Regions from separate parts of the Zea mays genome. Here all the other regions are linked to region 1. The links are chromatin contacts, called in public Hi-C maps. All regions are on one chromosome and are shown on one strand. The core of a region is the stretch at or near the end of the contact, and the rest is flanking DNA. Distances in the headings are between cores, read along the strand shown.

The links. Hi-C and Micro-C count contacts between places; a contact is called where the count stands out from the background.
Region 2: a contact with region 1 is called in a Hi-C map of ear, with 2.0 times the contacts expected there. The contact joins the promoter of LOC100384140 here to the promoter of LOC103626951 in region 1. A contact is called at or near these places in 3 of 25 Hi-C or Micro-C datasets (ear and tassel).
Region 3: a contact with region 1 is called in a Hi-C map of ear, with 2.3 times the contacts expected there. The contact joins the promoter of LOC100217299 here to the promoter of LOC103626951 in region 1. A contact is called at or near these places in 2 of 25 Hi-C or Micro-C datasets (ear and tassel).

Annotation. Positions count from the first base shown.
Region 1 is chr5:139,880,280-139,883,143 of Zm-B73-REFERENCE-NAM-5.0, forward strand. LOC103626951 reads left to right here and starts at 1,481. Exons shown (of 7, transcript XR_002262353.1): 1 at 1,481-1,920; 2 at 2,029-2,211; 3 at 2,302-2,396. LOC100273681 (alpha-L-fucosidase 2) reads left to right here. Exons shown (of 5, transcript NM_001148093.1): 5 at 738-1,220. The coding sequence ends at 955.
Region 2 is chr5:140,123,439-140,126,302 of Zm-B73-REFERENCE-NAM-5.0, forward strand. LOC100384140 (cell division cycle202) reads left to right here and starts at 1,395. Exons shown (of 7, transcript NM_001176720.2): 1 at 1,395-1,880; 2 at 1,979-2,248. The coding sequence starts at 1,740. It also overlaps the pseudogene LOC109939783.
Region 3 is chr5:139,681,736-139,684,599 of Zm-B73-REFERENCE-NAM-5.0, forward strand. It overlaps LOC100217299, which reads left to right and starts at 1,369. Exons shown (of 4, transcript NM_001157003.2): 1 at 1,369-1,756. The coding sequence starts at 1,451.

The DNA.
Region 1 (2,864 bases), core at 231-2,730:
GATTCCTCAACAAGATTAAGTCAGTGGATGAGTGAGAGCTGGCTAGCTTGTGTGAGAGTGGGACTGAGACCCATGCATGCATCCATGCATGCCGGCCTGCCCGTTTACGCGGAAACGTCAACATGTCGTGCGGCGGTTCATAGAAAAATGAGTGGCCCCAGTCTGTGCCTCTGACATATATGCTGCATGCATGGTCGTCGACGTCGTCGTTTCTCGCACTAGCTCGCGACGACGACGACTGGTGAGCACTGAACAGGGTCAGGGGCCGCACAGATCACTCACGCGCGGTCGGATGCGAGGCCCCGCGGCGCCAGTGTCAAGCGTCTCCCCTTTATTAATCTCTCCACCAACAACCAGCACATGCGCATGCCCCCAACAATGCGCTCCAGTCGGCCGTTCTGCTGCCTCTCCTTGGATGGAGAAAGAAGCATATCTCCCCTCTGCATCTTTAATACCCTCCTCCTCAGTAGCCCGTGGCGGGGCGTTTGGCAATGCGGGCCTGTTTGGTTTGTGGCTAAATATGTCACACTTTGTTTAAGGTTAGTTATTCGAATTGAATAACTAACCTTAGGCAGAAAAGTTAGGCAAAATGTGGCAACTGAGGTAGTGAACCAAACATATCTGCAGTCCATGCATGCTAGCTATTGCTAGCCAAAGAAATCCGCATCTACCAGAACAGCGGATCTATATCCGTTGGCTCTACTAATAACTGTTATTCCTCTTGACGGGTGTCGCAGGGTTCAGCTCGGTGTTCGAGACGTGCTGCGGATCAGGCGGCGGCAAGTACAACTACCAGAACAGCGCGCGGTGCGGCATGGCGGGCGCCGCCGCGTGCTCTAGCCCGGCGTCGCACCTCAGCTGGGACGGCATCCACCTCACGGAGGCCGCGTACAAGCACATCACCGACGCCTGGCTCAGGGGGCCGTACTGCCGCCCGCCCATCCTGCACAACTAATCCACAGTGCATATGGACATGCTGGACCGGCGGCCGGCAGCGCGTTGTCTTTTTTATAAATAATTTATTTATTATTCGTACAAGCTTTGGTTGGATCCATCGGGGCGCCGGGGGTTATTAATTATAGCATTGGTTGGTCCTTTCGTTATATTTGACCATATATTTTTTTTGTTTGGGGTAAGGTGTTTATTATATTTTGCGTTGCTAAAGAAAAAGAGCTGACGATGGCAAAGTGTACGTGGAATACGATGATAATGCCATGATTATTTATAGTCCTTAGCAATGATCTAAATGACGAGTTATGATATTTAGCGACCGTTATAAATGCATATAGAGCCCGCACCTCGTTGGCTCGGTTGTTGGGGCCTTCGTATCAGCATGTTACTAAGCTTGGGCCGTTGGGCGCATCTAAAGTCTTAAAACATGACCCTGTTTGGGAGTCTCGCCGCACTTGGCGGGCACTCGGCCGCACCCGTGCTGGCGCGTGGCAGCACGCCCCCGCGGCGCGACGCGTGTGAACGGTCCCATGCCCTCCGCCCCTTCCACGCCTGATCGATCGGATCCGAAAACTCGTTTAATTTTGGTTCTGAGCGGTCTTGACATCCTGCATACCGTCTCTCTCATCGGCTCACCTCACACCTGGCTCTCCCATCCACCTCCCTCAGCGCGCTCCGCCGCCTCGCCTTCTCCCCCTCTCCCTCGGCAGCCGCCGCGAGCGACCCTTCATCGACAGCGTCTGCTCCGACAATGCCACCCTCATGCCTCGCTCGGATCTCTCCGATCGCGTCCCTTCTCACAACACAGACCCTCAGGCCGCTTCTCTCGTCAATACCTCGACAGCACTCCTCGTCCTCCTCGCCCTTGCGGTGGCCAGTGGAGTGGCGGCAGACGGCTCGGACCACCGGTACAAGATGTACAGGCTTGTCCCCGCTGAACGGCAACAATGGCCCCTTTCACAATCCTAGGTGAGGGTCTCGCCCTTTAGACACCTGTGGTCACAATACAAGTGACGCACCTCCTCTTTGTTTGGTAGATTCGTTTTGCTCAACGACTGAGCCCGTTGTCTGATTCAGATGCTAAAGATGGGGTCGTTTCTGATTTCCTGAGCCTCAGCACGATGTTGTTTCCGAATTTTAGTGCGGACTTGAATGGGACAACTGGCGATATGGTTGATTTTCAATCTACAGGGGATGTAGGGAATAGCGCATCCATCACCGAGATGGGCAACCTGGTTCCTGAGCCATCCTACGTGGAAGGTAAATTTGGGCTTCAGGCTTGCCTAATTTAGTATACTACCTCCTGTTTGCTCTTAACATGCTGCTTTCGTTATGCAACTGTTCTTTCAGCAGAAGAGGCTAGATTATGGAGTGTTGCTACTATGAATTGCTTAGAATTTGATGCCTGGACCACAGTTGTTGAGGAGATGGACAAAAATGCTGAGGTAATATTTGGTTAGCTGCTTGTTGGTACAACCATTATTGTAACATTCATTGTGTTGTTTGGTATTTGTAAATGAGCTCATTTCTGCATCAACTTACAATTACAAGCTATTTGTCAACCTGCAATTATTTGTTGGCTCCTTTGATTTTTAGCATATTGTAATGATGCATTTATTTTGTAGGTTATGACTAACAATAATAATTGTGAGTTTAATGGCATTGGCCCAAACACTTCGAACATGTTGTCCCTCATTTTTCTCTTGTTCCCTTCTTACTCTACCCTTCTTACTCCTCTTCCCTTTTTTACCCTCCACTTCTTTGTCTAATAAAGTGGGGGCTCATTTTTCTCTCTTCTTCTCCTTTTTCTATATACTTTACCTCTATTGCTGCAACATATTCAGCCTTTTATATTTTACTTATGATGCAGCTCAAGTATAATGGAACTGGTAGAGACAACGACTGCTTGCATA
Region 2 (2,864 bases), core at 145-2,644, 240 kb after region 1:
TCAATACTGCCAAGCATGCCAGGAAATCCACGACATTCACCAATTTTAAGCAATCTAGTTGTATCATCTTCATTTGGAGCTCTAAGGTATTCTTCGCCAAACACCTCGCAAATTGCTCTCATAAATTTCCGTAGGCTCTCAATAGCAGTGCTTTCACCAATCCGCAAATACTCATCAACATAATCAGCTGGAACACCATAAGCTAACTGTCTATAAGCTGCAGTGACCTTCTGTACACAGGAAAATCCAAGAAGACCAGCACCATTTCTTTTCTGAACAAAATAGTTATCATGTTGTTCAACGGCTTTAGCTATCCGTTTGAAAAGAGATGAACTCATACGAAAACGGCGCCGAAACATCTTCTCAGGATATGTTGGGTTCTCACAAAAGTAGTCACGGTACAATTTCATACCGTGTTCATCTCTACTTCGATTGTAAACCTTGTGTCCAAAAACTGAACCTCGATGTCTTTTTCGCTGCTTTTGCTTCCTCTTTCGATATGCACCCATCAAGAAAAGCATGAAGTGGTCAAGTTCATTGTATGATTGTTCATCTTCGCGGTGGATCATAGATATCGTAGTTGCAGACATCTTTCTGCAGTGGACATATGGCAGAATATAAAATTATTTCAGTTACCCATTTACTAAATATAAGCTGTCACATATCACAACATATGACGATATACACTGCAAAATGAAGTTGATCAACATGCTACATACTACTTGCAATTGTACAACAGGTTCTGAATAAATTATTCATACAAGATACAACTCATGGAACAATACTGGCAAGAACATATGGGCTACAACGTCAATGGTTTGATTAGAAGCAACATAATCAAAGAATCTTTGGCACTTTATTATCTCTTCCGTGGGGAACAAATGCACAGGAGATTGCAGGACCTGACTTTTGCAGAAACAATGCAAATGGAATACAGGATGGAGGGAGATAGAGGGCCGCTGACCAGAATATGGATGCGCGGAGGTGGTCCAAGGCGAGGAGATCTGTGGTGCCCTGTGCTGGGGAGGTTGACGGCGCCGTGGGATGTATCGTGTGTGCAGGCGTCTGGAATAAGAAGAAACCTAGGCGCGTGACGCGAGCGGGAAACAGAGTAACGCGTGAGCGGGAACAGCGAAAATCAGAGTTAGTTGCTAAACACTGGGTTTAGGGTCTGTTTGTTGGAAAGCAACAATTTATTCAGATCCTAAACATATCAAATTCGTCTTTAAAACAGAATTAGGCCTCAGTTTAGGATTCCTTCTTGGAGTTGCTCTTATCTTCTATCGCACGTAATCACTGGTCATGGGCGCATCGGAGCCGTTCAGGCGGCCACCCGCAGGCCGCAACGCAGCACAACGGCTTTCTCTCCCTGCTTCCCTCTCCCTGCTTCCCTCCTGCTACAAATAAAAATTCGTGGGGCGGCCAAACCCTAAAACGCCCCACAGCGCAAGCGAGCAGATCCTCCTCCCTTTCTGCTTCCTGGCATCCTCTCTGCCTCCCCGCGCCGATCTCGAGCACCTGGGGAGACCGCGAGACGTGCGCCTGATTTTTCTCATCGCAGCAGCCCTCAAGTTCCCCACCTCTTTTTTCTTGCAGCTTTCAATTAATCTGGTTATTTAGCTACATCTTTATTTTACTTTCATTTTACCTTTAATCTGTTTAGTTCCATTGCATCTTCTGCGGTTGCGGTTAGTATTGCTGTTTCTTGCTCCTTGTTTCTTGTTCTTTTGCTTCTAACCATGGACGCAGGAACCTACTCCATCTCATCAGAGAAGAGCCACACGGCGGCAGCGGCGCGGCCCCCTCTTCAGGAGGCCGGCACTCGGCCCTACATGCCGTCGCTGAGCACAGGATCGCGCAACCCGTCGGCCAAGTGCTACGTGAGTCACCTGTTCCCTGAGAGTCAGAAATGTTTTGCGGGCGCGCGTAGGGTGTTCGACGATTCGCCTGACCGAGCCGGCTTATTTCCGTGCTGCAGGGCGATAGGTTCATCCCGGACAGGTCGGCGATGGATATGGACATGGCGCACTACCTGCTCACGGAGCCCAGGAGGGACAAGGAGAACGCGGTGGCAGCGTCCCCATCCAAGGAGGCGTACCGGAGGCTGCTCGCCGAGAAGTTGCTCAACAACCGGACACGCATCCTTGCCTTCAGGAACAAGCCGCCTGTGTCTGAGAACGTCTCGGCAGCCATCACAGCTTCCTCTCACCATGCCAAGCTGGTCAAGCAGCGTCGACATATTCCCCAGGTATGTGGATGTTCTTCTAGATCTACCTCTAGATTGATGCAAGGGGCGTCCTAGGATTTTTTGGGACCTGTGCAAAATTAGCAAAACTATGTATGCATGTATACAAAAATGAAGCTTAAGTATCGTATTGGTTACCTGATCTTTATTTGAAAAAAACATTATTCTCTTAGTATTCTTAAATAAAATCTTCAATGATGTTTTCGTAGCCAATCTTCTGTAGCATTCGTGACTAAATTGCTATTACAGCCAGTACATTATTTCTTTTGTCATTGTAGAACATAAGTAGGACTTCAAAAGCTTCCGTTTATGCAACAACAACATAAACGGTTAGCAGAACTCTATATGCAACAATTATATTGGAGAAATAATCACATTGCTTAAAAATTAGGTTTTCAATTGAACCCATATTTTTTTGTGAAATAAAACCTTGGAGAAAATTTTACTACACAAATAGGTCATTTGTGTCAATATCAGATTGTCCGTCTCTTTTAAGTACAGCGTCAAGATTTTGGTCAAGCCTGCCGATTTGTCTTCCATATGTATGATCAGGAATACAACTTGGTAGCGGTTCCGATTTATTCAAGATTTGGGCCACATTTTAACTCATATATTGGGG
Region 3 (2,864 bases), core at 119-2,618, 200 kb before region 1:
TCTAATAGCAGTGTTGAAGAATGAGGGAACGAAGCTCTCCTAAAATTTGTAAATAAAATGATAACATGTATGCAATCTATTAGTATCAATATGGATAAAACTCGGTGCAAGATAAATAACTTAGTTCCTGTTTATTACTGTTTTAGTTTCATAAAATTTAATAAAGTTGATGAAGGATATCAATAAGAGGTTCAAAAAATTATGAAGATAAAGTTGCAACTTTTAGGATACATTTAGATAAGTCATTTTATTTTTTATTTAGGTTATAAATATTTTTTTAAAACTATTTAAATTTATATTATCTCTACTACTTATTAAGGCGGTAAGGGGTAGGCTGTCATTCCGTGTTCTGCCATTCCTATTCCCCCTCCTCGTAAATCTCATTCCCATTCCCGGCTGCCATTCCGTGTTCTGTCATTCCCATTACCCCCTCCCCGCAAATCCCTCCGGCACAGCCGCCGCTTGGATGCGTTCCAGAGCGGCTGCACCGCGCTGTCCATCTTCAAATAAGGGGACCTCATGGTCGTCGCCAACGCCGGCGACTCTCGAGTTGTTCTGGGCACCGCATCCGACAACGGCGTCGTCACACCGTCCAGCTCATCATCCACCTGAAGCTCAACCTCCCACGTAAGTCACTACTGACCGGCCATGAATTCTTGTGCGCTGGGACGACGGTCGTTGCTGACGTTGTGTGAGTGTCCTCGAACAAGATTTATGTTGAGGAGTAGCACATCCGGTGGTGCAACGACTAGGTGTACTACCTCGCTGATGAGCCCGGGGTGCACTTCGTTTGGCAGCCCAGCCAAGAGTCATCGATACTCACCATGTCGTGCGCGTTCGACGACTAATATATCAAAGACTATGACGTCATCTTGGCACCAGAGGTGACACAGAGGAGGACCGACAGCAATGACCACTCGCCATCGTCAAGGTATCTTTTGTGCCGGCCTGCCTTTAATTCTCTTCGCAAACACATACACTTGCTTTTTTGTTTAAGCAAGCGTATATGGTGGTGCGTACCTGATGACTGACAATGTACGAGTGAATTTCTACTAGCAGGTGTGACACGTGCTCTTCAATGATGAGACCATGCAAATCGTGACATATATCAAAGTCTGCATGATACTGATGGTTGCAATTGAGTAGTGAAAGAACTAAATTAAAATAATAAAATTTATGTATGGCTAAGATTACAAATAGATTATGAAATATTTTTATAACAATATAAGACACATTTTATATATAAATTATTATGTTATTATATGTTAGCGTTTCAACGCACGGATACTCATCTAGTACAACATAACTTCACATTAAAGTTGAACGTTAAAGCTGGAACAGAGGGTGCGAAACATCCCAGTACGTACTCCTACATCGCTTGCTTTTCTCAAGTCACAGGGCCGGCCCAGCCCAAAATCCTTTTCACCGCTACGACCTCCGTGCTCCGGCGATGCAGCGGATTTCGCTACGACTTCTGCGCTCCTCCTACACCGCCGCCTCCGCCTCCCTCTCCACCACCTCCTCCTCCCTCCGCGGCCTGGCAGTATCCCATGGCGGTTGGACCACCCGACCGTCGCTGCAGCCTCCGGTGCGAACCGCGGCGCCGGTCGACCTCACCAGGTGGCCGCCGCGGAGGGGTTACTCCCAGTTCGCGAGCGGGTTCACCCCGCTGAAGCCGAAGCCGCTGGGATCCATCCTCGACATCGAACGCGCCAAGGGCCTCTCCCCCGACCACCTCGTCGCCGCATGGGATGACGTCAGTCCCCGCCCCCTCATTAGTCATTTCATTCGGTTTTTTTGTGGTTTGTGTGTTATAAGAATTGAGGAGATCCCCTCTGACGGCCGTCGTAGGTAAGCATCAAAATGTGATATTCTGTCGTGCGTGTTTGATACTTATTTTAAGCACCGTGCCTGTAACGAATTTTCTGTGTGCGCGACTGCGGGTATCTGAATGATCTGTTGAAGGGAAGAGATGAAAGGATATAAACGTCCATTCTAATCGCAGACCTTTTCAATTGCAAATGAAGGTGTTTGATAAAGTGGAAGTTTAGACTTCAATTATTACATTGCTAATGGAAGAACATGCCGGCGAAGCATGCAAGTAGATTTATTCCCTTACCACGTTTGAAGAGGAAAAAAAAGAAATAGTGGTGATATTTTGAAGCTGTGGTAAAATTGGCCGTTTCGAAAAGTTATGTTGAACTTAACTTATAATTAGGATAAAGTGTGCTATAGAATCTCAACGGTTGTGATGTGATCTCCACAGCATCATTCTAGCTACGTATTTGGTTTTCAGTTCCAACTTCCAAGGATATCTGTATTTGACAGCATTGTGCAACTGTCATGTCACTCTAGTGACATCTCTGATTTTGCTTGTTTGGACTAAGTAATGAAGGGATTTGGAAAGTGGCTAGTATTCATTGGAAAGTTAAACAGCATTAGCACAATACTTTTAGAAACATTGCATTTTGTTATGGCTTCAATTATACATTGCATTAGAGAAACTTTATTTGTTGAAGATTGAACTGGCATTGTAGTTATACTCAGCAAAATTCTCACAGGTGATTCTTAGTAACCATCTTTTTGTGCTGTTAGATGCATACATGATTTTCATGTGTCCGTACTTGTGTGTGCGTGTTGGGGGATATTCTCTGATCTTTTTGAACTTCTATATTCATAAGGATGACATTTTAGTTTCCATTCCAACTCTATTATTTGTCCTGTCTAACCCCAAAAGAAAGATCAAGAACAATAATTTTCAGTTTAATATGAAATTGATAATGTTTATTATTATTTTTCGTTCTTCTGCATCAGTCATGCAAATTTTTATACTTGTCCTGATGTTTTATGTTCGTGACTTTTTT